Regions from separate parts of the Rattus norvegicus genome. Here region 2 is linked to region 1. The links are chromatin contacts, called in public Hi-C maps. All regions are on one chromosome and are shown on one strand. Each heading gives the region's core, a stretch centred on a gene start, on an enhancer-like site or on the middle of the called end of the contact. The rest is flanking DNA. Distances are from core to core; before and after follow the strand shown. Region 1 holds the start of Irf2bp2 (interferon regulatory factor 2 binding protein 2). Region 2 has its middle 26 kb from the start of Tomm20.

Region 1 (6,421 bases), core at 225-2,724:
GAGGGTGAGGCAGGCTTGTGACTGGAAGGGGAGATGGGGAGGCCCTTGACACAGAGGGACCTTCTCTGGAAAGCCCCGAGAGAGACGTTCAAGGTTAGTTTGTGGACGCCCTTGGCATCTGGCGTTAAGCTTTCTGTGCCACCTCCAACAGGTTTATTCTTGTGCTCTAAACAGCTCCCTGGGCTGCTTCTCTATGGGGCGTGTTTCCTCTTGTGGCTATTCTTTGAAGCAACCTGGCATTTTCAATAGCAGCAACCAGAGAAAAACGTCAGCACATTTTTCTCCCTCCCTTTCCACCTTCCAATCCAGTTGTAGGAAAGCTAATGTACTTATTACCCACACTTAACCAGTCTTTGGGAGAGAGGTGGACCTGCGTTGTTCACCACAAAGGCGGCTCTCAGAGCCAACTGAGTCTGTACGTCTCAAATGAGAGGCTGACCACAGACAGCACACAACAGTCCCTGCTCCCTACCAAAATTTACAGCTCGGTGTTCTGTCCACTCTGGGCAGCCCGCACTGCCCACCCTGGAAAGGAGCAACGAAGCCAGGCGGCCAGGCGCGTCTGTGCCCACTGGGCTAAGCCGGATGGTACAACAGACAGCCAGGTCCACCCGCCAACGTACGCCCTAGGCGCAAAGGGAGTAGCCTGCGCCCTGAGTTGGCCACTCCAAGTTCGGCCCGGTGAAGGTGGTGGGGCAGGGCCTACTAGCCAGAGATCGGGGGCGGGACCAGAGCCGTGACGCGGCGCTCTGCAGAGCCCAGATCCCTGGAATGTGCACTAGCTCGGCGCGGCCCCAGGGCCCGCGGCGCTGGGCACGTCTTATGTGGAGCCTGCGCAGTGGCGGCGTCCCTTGCCCACGTCACGCGCCCGCTGCACAGACCTACATAAGACGCTGGGCGGCGGCGCCTGATGAGCCTAGGAGCTGTGCGTCCTCTTTTCAGTGCACGCGCAAAGGAGGCCGGGCCTGTCTGGGCACACCAGGCGGTCCTGAGTTTGTAAAACTTAAAGGGGCAGCGGCCTTGTGTTGTTGTTTCCTCGACCAAAACAGGGCAAAGAGTGCCGACTGAGTGTGTGTGCCCACCTGAAGCCAAGTGAGGCTCTCTCAAGAAAAGTCCAAAGTGCTCCTCGCTCCAAACCTCATGCTCTGGAGGCTGCCAGTAACCAAGTGACAATGCATGTAAAGTAAAACAGTTTGCACGATTTAGCCAAAAGAACACGGCCGTGGGGTGGAACATCCTGGAAGGGTAGGCGGGTGACTCGGGGCTCGTGGGGACGCAAGCAGTACACCTGCGGCGCTAGGGCCCCGTGAACTCGTCTGCGCCTCAGTCCCCGCGCGCACGCGATCGAGAAACGGAAGAATCCAGGACGGCGCGCGCGAGTGCGCGGAGGGAGGGCGGGCGCACGGGGCCGCGCGCGCCAGGGAGGGAGGGGGCCGCGCAGGCGCCGTGTGGAGCTGTCGAAGAATCAAGTCTGTAGAAGTGGAGCGGCCGCAGCGGTAGCAGCAACAGCGGCGGCGCAGGAGCTGAGGCGCAGTGGGTGCTGTGCAGCGGCTGCGCCGGGGCCTGGGACCGAGCTGCACGCTGCTGCGCGCGGCATGCCCCGCCGCTCCGGCTGAGCTGCCCCGGCGGCTGCTCCGCGTCCCCCGTCCCTCGCGTGGCTCTGCGCCCCCGGCGCCACCGCGACCTGCTGCGCTCGCGGCCCGTCTTTGCCCCGGTCTGGAGGCCCGAGCCCGCGGCCCCGGCCGAGCCGCCGCCCCCGCGCGCGCCGCGCCGCCCCGCCGCCCGTGGGGACCTGCAGCCGCGCCCCGCCGCGCGCCCGCCGCCCCTCGTGCCCCGGGGGCGCCGCGCGGGCGCCGCGCCGGCTCGGGCTCTGCCGCCGCCGCCTCCTCGCCTGCGGCCGCCGCCGCCGCTAGTCGCGCAGACGCGGGCTTGGGCTGGCCGGCGCGCGCGCGCGGGGTCCGCGGGGGGCGGCGGCGTCCCCTCACCCGGCTCCTCCTGCGGCGCGGCGGGCTGTGCGGACATGGCCGCGGCTGTAGCGGTGGCGGCCGCCTCTCGGCGCCAGTCGTGCTATCTGTGTGACCTGCCCCGCATGCCTTGGGCCATGATCTGGGACTTCACGGAGCCCGTGTGCCGCGGCTGCGTCAACTACGAGGGCGCCGACCGCGTGGAGTTCGTCATCGAGACGGCGCGCCAGCTGAAGCGTGCTCACGGCTGCTTCCAGGAGGGTCGCTCCCCGACCGGCGCACAGCCCGCATCCGCTAAGCCACCGCCACTGTCGGCCAAGGACCTCCTGCTGCAGCCGCCGCCGCAGCTGGGCCACGCGGGCGCAGAGGCCGCGCGCGCTCAGGCCATGGAGCGCTACCCGCTGGCGCCGGATCGTGCCCCGCGCCTGGCCTCGGAGTTCAGCACGCGTGCGGGTGCAGGCCTCCCACAGTCTGCCGCGTCGCAGCCCTCGCCGGCGAACGGCATCCTGGTGCCCAACGGCTTCTCCAAGCTGGAGGAGCCGCCCGAGCTGAATCGCCAGAGCCCGAACCCTCGGCGTGCACACGCCGTTCCGCCCACCCTGGTGCCTCTGGTGAATGGCTCCGCCGCTCTGGGGCTGAGCGGCCGTGCTGCGGCCACACTGGCCGCGGTGAGTGGAACACCGGGCCTGGGAGCTCAGCCTGCGGAGTTGGGCACCCACAAACGCCCGGCGTCTGTGTCGAGCGCGGCGGCTGAGCACGAGGCGCGCGAGCAGAGCAAGGAGAAAGCGCAGCCCGCGCACCGGAGCCCGGCCGACAGCTTATCCGGCACGACTGGGGCGAGCGAGCTGAGCGCCGAGAGTGCAGGCAAAGGCCGCGCGCCCGGGGAGCAGGACTGGGCCAGCAGGCCTAAGACGGTGCGGGACACGCTCCTGGCGCTGCACCACCAGCACGGCCACTCGGGGCCCTTCGAGAGCAAGTTCAAGAAAGAGCCAGCCCTGACTGCAGCAGGCAGGTTGTTGGGTTTCGAGGCCAACGGGGCCAACGGGTCTAAAGCAGGTAGGGGCGGCTGAGGGACAAGGGGAGAAGGGGTGGAGGGCGTGGAGTTAGAAGCAGCGCTTGCGCTCCCGCCCACCTGTGTGTGTGTGGTGGGGGGGAATCCATTCTTCCATGCACTAAGGTTTTGCCTTAGTCCAGAAACAACAAACAGCCAACTTCCTGGTCGGCCTGAGGCTGAACCAGAGCTTAGTGGCAACGTGGTTCCTCTGCTGAACCAGCACAACAGGGATGAGTCAGAACTGGTTGATAGGCAGCGACACGGGGTTTTCCTTTCCCAGCACATTCTTGGATGGAAGCGTGAGGGCAGCAGTCACCCTTTAACCTGTCTGTTAAATGCAGTCACATGAGCTAGTTTGAGGTTGGAGCCTTTCAGGCAAACTCCTATGACTTGGCTTACCTTGGAAATGGTGTGCAGGCTCAGAGCCCCTTACTAGGGGAAACGTTTGAAGCTGCCTGCAGAACTTGTGTACTAGGTGTGTTTTTGGAAATGAGAGGTGTGTGTCTCTTTTGGGGTGGGGGGGGTACATGTCCCATTAATTTTCCTTTTCTTCCATACCTGCCTCTTTCCAGTTGCAAGGACAGCAAGGAAAAGGAAGCCTTCTCCAGAACCGGAAGGGGAAGTTGGGCCCCCTAAGATCAATGGAGAGGCACAGCCTTGGCTGTCCACTTCCACAGAAGGGCTCAAGATCCCCATCACCCCTACATCCTCTTTTGTGTCTCCACCACCCCCTACTGCCTCTCCTCATTCCAACCGGACCACACCACCTGAAGCGGCCCAGAACGGCCAGTCCCCAATGGCAGCCCTGATTTTAGTAGCAGACAATGCCGGGGGCAGTCACGCCTCGAAAGATACCACCCAGGTTCACTCCACCACCCGGAGGAACAGCAGCAGCCCGCCCTCTCCCTCCTCAATGAACCAAAGAAGGCTTGGCCCCAGAGAGGTGGGGGGCCAGGCCACCGGCAGCACTGGAGGACTGGAGCCGGTGCACCCCGCCAGCCTCCCAGACTCCTCTCTCGCAGCCAGCGCCCCCCTGTGCTGCACCCTCTGCCACGAGCGGCTGGAGGATACCCACTTTGTGCAGTGCCCATCCGTACCTTCGCACAAGTTCTGTTTCCCTTGCTCCAGACAAAGCATTAAACAGCAGGGCGCTAGCGGAGAGGTCTATTGTCCAAGCGGGGAGAAGTGTCCTCTGGTGGGCTCCAACGTTCCCTGGGCCTTCATGCAAGGAGAGATTGCTACTATCCTCGCCGGAGATGTGAAAGTGAAGAAGGAGAGAGACTCGTGACTTTCCGTGCTCAGAAAAGCCCACGCTTACCTTTAACTCAAACTTGTTGAACTGTATATAGATCTCCATACATACATAAATATATATATATAAATATATATATCCAAGACAAGGGAAATGTAGACTTCATAAACATGGCTGTATAATTTTGATTTTTTTGAATACATTGTGTTTCTATATTTTTTTTTTTTGACGACAAAAGGTATGTACTTTAAGGCATTTTCTTCTTTTGTTAACGTTGTTAGGCTGTCTGTGCTTGACTCTTCGGGTGACAGTTGCTGTTTTGTGGAGGCTGCTACTTGGCTGCTTTTATTTTTTTGTTTTGTTATTTTTCTGTTTTTGGTTTTTTGTTTTTGTTTTTTTTTTTTTTGTTAAGAGCACTTGGCAAACAAATGCTTCTAGCCGTATCTGTATGCACTTATTTTAAAAAAAAGAAAAAAAGCCAAATACATTTTTTTCTGACATTGTAAGACTGCCTTACCGTCTGTCATTTCTCCTCGGCGCTGGCCTCTCTCAGGCTGGAGGCCAGTCGGTGGAGGAGAAAGGAAGTGAGAGGAAGAGGACACCTGTCAGAAGGGCATGGCCCCCGGGAAATGTCACCCACCCAGCAGGGCCCTCTCAGAGGGAGGGAGAAATGGGGTTTGAGTCTTGTCAACGGTTCAGCTCTTGCAATATTGGTGGTCAGAGGTGCTGCTGGAAGGTTTGCAACATTGTGTGTTTGGGGTTTGGTTTTTTAATCAAAGGCAAGCCAGCCGGTGGCTGTTGGCTCTGCCCACGTGACCGGTTGTAAGCTTTCAGTGCGGTGTGCTCCTCCTTGGTTGCCCCCACGGGTAGTTCCAGCTGTAGAAGTAGTTGTGAGGGTGATGTGGAAATCGCTCGGCAATGCCGCTTCCTCCAGCACAGCCCGGCTCTGCAGTGCCGCCATTGGCCTTCCTGAAAAATTCTGGGGCTCCTTAACTATCGCAGGCCGGGCGGACCCGTGGGATCGGACTCCTGTCTGTTGCGTGTTTTCTTCTGTCTAGTTCTTGCCTGCGTGTTGTCCTCGTTGTGACGAGTGCATACTTAACTGCTGTGTATACGTTGACAGTTACAGCCCTGGGTGCTGCCGCGGGGAAGGACCCGTGTGGGCATGTCAGTGGTGGGGCCCAGAGTGGGTAGAGGAAGCCTGCAGTTTTCCCTTAGGTGTGTCTGAAATAGCTAAGAGAATAACTGTCTTGGAAAAGAGAGAGAGAGAGAGGAGAGAGAACCCAGTAAGAGCTACATACATGAAGGGTTTTTACATAAGCAAGCCCCACCTCTTAACTATTTTTAGAAGCCTCGTGTAAACTAGTTTCATTTGGTCACTGTTTTGCCTTAGTGAAGTGATGTTTTTTTAATGTAAACAACAACAGATCCTTAGCTATCAGTAGTGGTGCCCTTAAGTAATGCTGGTTTTTGTGGGTTTTTTTTTTTCTTTCCCTCCTTCCGTGCAGTTTTGATTTAATGTCAGCAGGAACACTAACCCCCCAAACCCTGATGTGTGCAGGTGTTTGCAACTTGGCCTTGTAGGCTCAATCATGACTTCTACGTCTACGGTTCGTGTGTGGTTCACAGCCTGGCTTCTATTTTAATTTGAAAATAGAGATTATCACCAACTTGACATTTTTTTTTTAGTTACTTTGTTTTTGGGTTTCTTTTTTTTTTTTTTTTTTACATTTTTTTGTTTTTAACTTTTTTTTTTTTTCAAAGATGGTTCCTTCAGTAGTCAAGTTACGCACACTTGACACTGCACCAAATACAGTGTTTCTTGTCGGGTTTTTCTTGAGTGCACCTCCATCCTCCAGGTTTCTTGTTACCAGTCGTGCTGTTACAGACAGGCTTGCAGGATAGACCGGTTGGTCCTTACTGTGACTCAGGTCCGACTGGTCTCTCTGTGGCAGAGTCCGTTCCACCTGCCCGTAAAGACATTTGTGAAGGGCCCAACTGTTATGGTCTATACTATAAAATGTTTCTCAGCACTTTTATTATAAACTGGAATTTGGCCTCGTAGATGGTTACAGCTAGATTAGTCATTTGACCTAATTTGCCGTGGCTGTCTGTAATCTCAACACAGATAAGGTCTCCAAAAAGAAGAAA
Region 2 (6,421 bases), core at 1,718-4,217, 340 kb before region 1:
TTAGTATACAGTTTGGGACCCTCTGCCTAGGAATGGTGCCGCCCACAGTGGGCTAAGTCTTTCTGCATCAAATTACTTAAGACATTCTCCCACAAACTGGCCAACCCAACACACACAATCCTCAGTGAGACTCTTTTCAGATGTTTCTAGGTTGTGTCAAGTTGACAATCAAAGCCGGCCACCGTAGGGAGTGAGGCTTGAAGTCCTACCCAAGTTGGTCACATATTTAGGTCTTAGAGTTGACTTTGGATCGCCTGGATCTTGACTTGTTTCCTTTTTCTTCAGGCAAGGCCACCTCCTCAGAGATGACAAGAGTGTCAGGGCTTGAACCTGTAGGCATCCCCTCCTTCCTCTTTTCTGTCCCAGTTGCCTAAACATAGAATTGCTGAGTTCTAAGTTTCCCTTTGTGTGGTGTGTGTGTGTGTGTGTGTGTGTGTATTGTGTGCATGCAGGTGTACTTGTGCATGCATGTGTGTACTTGTGTATACGAAGGCCAGAGATCCACGTTGGGTGTCTTCTGTCCTTCATCTTATTTTTCTAGAATGTCACCAAACCTGGAGCTCACTGTTCAGCTACCCCGGGAGCCCCTCTTGTCCTCTGCCTTCTCAGCACTGGGATTGCAGTTCATATAACATCATGCCATGCTCCCTAGCCCCCACTCCCTTAAGATGGGTCCTGGGACCTGAACTCAAGTCCTCATGCTTGTGAAGCAAGGAATTCACCCACTGAGCTATCTTCCCATTCTGTCCCTTTCCCTATGAGATAGAGTTTGTTCCATGGCTCAGGCTGGCCTTGAACTTGTGACCGACATCTTCCTGCCTATGGGACCAGGGAGATGGCTCAGCACTTGGAAGGGCTGGCTGCTCTTCCAGAGGATCTGGATCCATTTCCAATATCTGTATGACAGCTCACAATTGTCTGTTAACTCCAGTTTCAGGGGATCTGATGCTGTCTCCCAGTCATCATAAACAACGGGCACGGTCATGGTGGACAGATTTACATGCAGACAGAATACTCAAAAGTACTCATAAAAATAAACAAAAAGGTCCCTCTTTGCACTTGGGTCATAGGGTGTGTCCCATGCTCAGCTGAGATAGACAGTGGCTCTTGTATGATTCTTCCAGAGATGTCTCTGTGTGTGGTGATGTGCCCAGCAGGTGATCAGTGAGTTTGCTTGCCCGAATTCATGGAATCGATTAGACACTGCACACATGCCTGGAGAGGCTTTCCACACATCTCTGATAATATTGCTAAGGATTGGCATTTACCGAACAGCTCAAAGCTCTAGGCTGGTCCTCAGTTCTGAGGGGTGCTTCTGAGTCCCTAGGTAAAGTAGATCCCCAATCCTTTTCTCTCTCTAGGTAGCTCAGGCTGCCACAGACATCCTGCACTGACCCATTGAGCCACTTGATGGCACTGTGAGAATTGAGAAAAGAGGCTCTTGTCTCGCAGATCCTAGCAGCTCTCTCCTAACCTCTTCTACCCCAGCCACCCAAGCTTCTCAGCTCAGTCTACTGCTGTGCTCTGCCCCTTAGTCAGATCCAAGCCTCCAGGCACTCACCCACCTCTCTCCCCTTTCCCGGCCCAAGCTCCCAGCAATCCCTCCTGGTTTTATCTCAGATTTTTGTGTTTTAATTTTCATCTAATTTTATTTTGAGACATGTTCTAACTCTGTAGACCAGGCTGACCTTGAACTCGCAGATATCTGCCTGCCTCTGCCTCCCAAGCACTGGGACGAAAGGTGTCGCCTTCTGCTATTTGTCTTGAAAGCCTTGTCCTCTGTGTGTTTCAGAGTCTCCAGGACGAGGAATAGAAAATGTTATAAGAGTTGGCGGCTTCAGAGCAAAAGCAGAAGTGCCTGGAATCCTTCTGGCTGGGAAGGTTGTTTTCTGGACGAAGGAAATAGCAGAGGGAGAGGGCAGAGGCAAGGGTGGGGGGATTGTGTGGGGGTCACTACAGGAGTGTGCAGGAGGGCAGGGGTGGGTCCTGCTGCTCCATTACTGGGGAATCTGACCCCAGGTTGCATCTTAAAGGCTGTCTTAAAGGTTCTTGTCTCCCAGCTGTGGTGTCAAAACCCTGCTGGAAGGATCAAGGGTAAGTGCAGGGCATCTTCACAAGGGCTCTTTCTTCCCTTCCATTCTCTGCTGTGACCTCTGGTTTTAAACTGGCTTACCAGTCAGCCTGCCTGCCTGCCTGCCTGCCTGCCTGCCTCCCTCCCTCCATCCATCCATCCCTCCCCCATCCTTCCCTCCCTCCCTCTCTCCTTCTTTCTTCCTTCCTTTCTTCTTTCTTTCCTTCCTTCCTTCTTCCCTTCCTTCCTTCCTTCCTTCCTCTTGTTTCTTTTCTGAGACAGGGTTTCATCTATCACTGAACTCCTGATCTCCCTTCCTCGACCTCCTGAATACTGGGATGTTAGACATCTACCATCACATGTGGCTAGTTTCTTTCTCCCATAGGCAGATGGGATAGCCAGGCATGACCGAAGGCTGAATTGTAGCTTGGGCTACACAGAGAGTTGACGGGCCAGCCTGGTTTTAATAGTGAGAACCTGTCTCAGCCATCACCTCTACCCTCGTAAGAGAGATGCTTGTGGGAAGGCCAAGGGAAGCCACAAGTCGCCCACATCTTTCTCCCAAGACTTAGGCTGATAGCACAGCTAAGGAGATTGGAAGGAGATGGGCTGTGGTTTGTGAGGAATTTGCTGTGGGAAAAACATTTCTCCAAACAATGACCAGGAAATACTGTCCTGACCAAGGTTTGCTGCGTGTGCTGTCTTGGAAGCATGAGCTGAGGACCTTGTGCCAGGTGATCCTCAACAGGGCCCAGTTCTCAGGCTCAGAACCGCCCACCCCACACAGGCCACCAAGACCTCACTGTCTCCCTTGGTTTGCACTGTCATGCCCTCCTATAGGACAGCCTTGACCTTGAGCTGGACCTAGGCTGGCTGGACCAGCCTGTATGGAGGTAGGAGGCCACTCTCTGCTGACTCAGACCCGGCCTAGGACAAGTTCATGCCTTCATCCAGTGAGTAACACCCGTGTTTCATCTTCAGAGAGCCTTCCCAGGATTAACCAATTAGTCACCCAGTTGTCTTCATTAGGCTGAAGCTGAGGGAAGGAGGGAAGAATCTCACTGCATGCAGAGCAGCGCAGCATCAGTGTGGCATAGGATGCCCCGCATCATGGGAGGAACAGGATGAGACAAGATTCCCCAGGCTGGAGCTGGAGCTGATCACTGAATGAGAGTGAGAAACCTAGTGGAAGTCTTGGAGCTGAGGAGCAGGAGTACTGGGGAGTCATGGTTCCACACACAGAACATCCTTCTTGGGACTGGGGAGATGGCTCAGCGGGCAAAGTGTTTGCTATGCTATCTTGAGGACCTGAGTTTGGACCTTCCACACCCATATAAATAGCTGGACTTGGTGGGTCACATGCCTGTGACCCCAGAGCTGGGGCTAGGGCATGGAAACAGGAAGAGCTTTAGAGCTTTCTGGACAGCTGGTTTAGCTAAAACAGTGATGTCTAGGTTCAGTGAGAAACTCTATCTAAAAAGAGAGAAGCAACAGAGAAGGACCCTGAAGTCAGCATCTGGCTTCCACCCACATACTCACACAGATGAACTCACACACACAGATGAACTCACACACACAGATGAACTCACACACACGCACACACATACTTGCCCACAAGCATATGCACACAGATGAACTAACACACCTGTATGCACACACATACACTTGAACACACACATGCACATGCATTCACACACAAGCACACATAGATGAACTCACACACACAACATGCACACAGACACGTACACACACATATGAACTCACTTCCACACACTCACATGCAGAGAAAAGGGGAGAGGGGAGGTTGGAACTGACCCACGGGGGCCACCATGTGTTCTTACTACTGCAGCCCAACCTTTCCTTGCCCTTTTGAGCCTTCCTGGCATCTGTAGCATGAGTCTTGTAACAGTTTCTGGAATGTGTCTGTGAGAGAGATTCTTTTGGTATGGGGAGGAACTTTTGAGCCTTTGAGAAAGGATTTCATGTATCCTAGGCTGACTGTGAACTTGTTCTGTAGATGGGAATGGTCTTGAACTCTTGATCCTTCTGCCTTCACCTCCCAAGTGCTGGGATTACAGGCATGTACCGTCACATTTAGTTGAGTGTGAGGATTCGGGCACTGAGGGATCATAAGGACCTGCCACTCAAGTACCTTGCACATAACTATTGCAATAGGCCACACACATATCCTCCCTCAGGTACACAGTAAAGAAAGTGGGAGTCTTCTAGATAGGACAAATCTTTCCCTGAAACCTCTCCACAGCTGGTTTTTGTAACCCTGGCATTAACATGTGCTTGGCAATGCCAGCACAGTGTATCTGGAAAATATTTCCTGCCATTTGAAAACACACTCCTCCCCCCATACGCATACCACCACCACCACCACCACCACCACCACCACCACCAAACAGAAGTTGTGGATGGATGGTACAGAATGTCTTAGTGGAGTGCTTCCTGCCCCCATTACTGCTCCTGTTCATTTTTTCTGCTCCCAATTTTAGAAGGTCAGAAGTCACAGTTGTTGCCAGTAAAAATGTAACTCTAAGAGTCATGTCATAGGCCGTGGCCAGAAAGCCGTTGGAGAGCTGCTCTGGTGGGAGGTACACCTTCATCTGTGCACTGAACCCAGGTATTTTCTGATATGGGTTAGACTCTGTGCTCTAGAGTGGGCTAAGGGACTCTCCAAGGCACCCCCTAACAGGAAAGAGGTTTGATGCACCAAGCTGTCATCTGTTCCATGAGACTCAGAAACAGAGTAGGTGTCACTGAGGGCAACCTGCAGCGAGATCTCGTAGGGAAGGCTGAGCCTGCTCTCCCACAAACTCCCTAACTTGGAAGAGGGGAAAGCCAGGAAGGACAGTAGCCAGGTCAGTGGTCTGGTTTGAGACTCTAGCAGGCTGAACATTTGGTTGACTTGGAAGACTGGAGGAAGGTAGGGCCCTGTGGTTCCCTCTAGCAGTTTCAACGACCATCACAGTGAAGGACACAGTGGACTGACATTTCAAATGCTCAAGCCTAGGACCAGCCATAAAAATCCAAAGCCCAGCAAGGGGCCTGTAGCACGGTCAACCATTGGTATGGAGGACAGCCCCACCATCCGCCATCCTTCTCTCTCCTCTGTCTTGTTTATTGTTATTCTTGATGGCTGGCCATTCCTAGAGGGTGGGGGACACCGAGAGGGACACTCTGTGGACCGGAGTAATCGTCGTCAGCAGAGCCAGAATTGGGACGGCTGCTCCAAATGCTGTGTGTGTTTGCAGATTGTTGTGTGGGGTCCAGGATTAAAGGCAGCTCTAGTAAGTTCAGTCCCCTGGGGTGGAGAGATGGCTCAACTGTGAAAGGCTAGGCTCACAACTAAACATCTAAGTTCAGTCCCAGACTCTGCCCCGAGTTGCTGAGCTGCCTGTACTGTAAGGCTACTGTGATGGTTTGTATATGCCTGGCTTAGGGAGTGGCACTATTAGGAGGTGTGGCCTTGTTGGCGTAGGTGTGTCACTGTGAGCATGGGCTTAAGATCCTCACCTGGAAGCCAGTATAGCCTTCAGCTGAAGATGTAGAACTCTCAGCTCCTCCTGCACCATGCCTGCCTGGATGCTGCCATGTTCACGCCTTGATGATAATGGACTGAACCTCTGAGCCTGTAAGCCAGCCCCGATTAAATGTTGTCCTTTATAAGAGTTGCCTTGGTCATGGTGTCTGTTCACAGCAGTAAAACCCTGACTCAGACAACTTTTCTCTGTGATTTAGGTCCAAAGGGGAGCACATTCCCCACACCTGGTGTATGAGAGGATTGGCTCCCTGGCCACTCCACACTGTGCCTTCGGGGAAAATGTGAAGATGGCTTCTCTGCCCAGGAACCAGACTTTGTAGGCATGGCTGGCTCAGCCCAAGGAGGCATATGGCATCAGTTTGAAAAAGGAATCATCTGCCAGATGTATATATACATGACTGTAATCCTAGTGTCCTAGAGGTGGCTGAGGCAGAAAGAAGATCAAGAATTTGAGGCCAAGCTGGGAGAGAGGTCACAGTCTGTAAAATGCCATTGCACAATCATGAGGACTTGAGTTCAGTCCCTAGCGCTCATGCAAAGCCTTGGTACTGTGCGGACATGCAATCCAACATGGAGGCTGAGGAGGCTCGAATTGATGTTTCAGGCTACAAACCCCAAACCATGAAGAGTGATAGAGAAAGACACTAGGCACCAACTTCTGGCTCCGCATGCATGCGTATGAATATGCCTACATGCCCACATGAATATGCCTACATCACACACACACACACACACACACACACACACACATGAAACAACTACAAAAAAGTACCAAGTATATGCTCCATCATGTATGCTCT

The links. A called contact is a pair of places that touch in the nucleus more often than the background predicts.
Region 2: a Hi-C map of the A7r5 cell line shows a contact between it and region 1, with 4 times the contacts expected there. The contact joins the enhancer-like site here to the promoter of Irf2bp2 in region 1. A contact is called at or near these places in 11 of 12 Hi-C or Micro-C datasets (the A7r5 cell line, the Rat2 cell line, Schwann cells and 7 more) and 1 of 1 datasets of contacts at active chromatin or transcription factors (oligodendrocytes).

Annotation. Positions count from the first base shown.
Region 1 is chr19:71,457,421-71,463,841 of GRCr8, reverse strand. It overlaps Irf2bp2 (interferon regulatory factor 2 binding protein 2), which reads left to right and starts at 1,474. Exons shown (of 2, transcript NM_001400996.1): 1 at 1,474-3,020; 2 at 3,591-6,421. The coding sequence starts at 2,021. The coding sequence ends at 4,306.
Region 2 is chr19:71,803,022-71,809,442 of GRCr8, reverse strand. No RefSeq gene overlaps it. Among named protein-coding and RNA genes, the nearest start is that of Tomm20, 26 kb to the left of the region's middle. Within about 2 kb of position 2,967, at least 20 of the 93 cell types and tissues checked have an H3K27ac peak or open chromatin away from gene starts, as enhancers often do. A contact at or near this core is called in the A7r5 cell line, where this site is marked.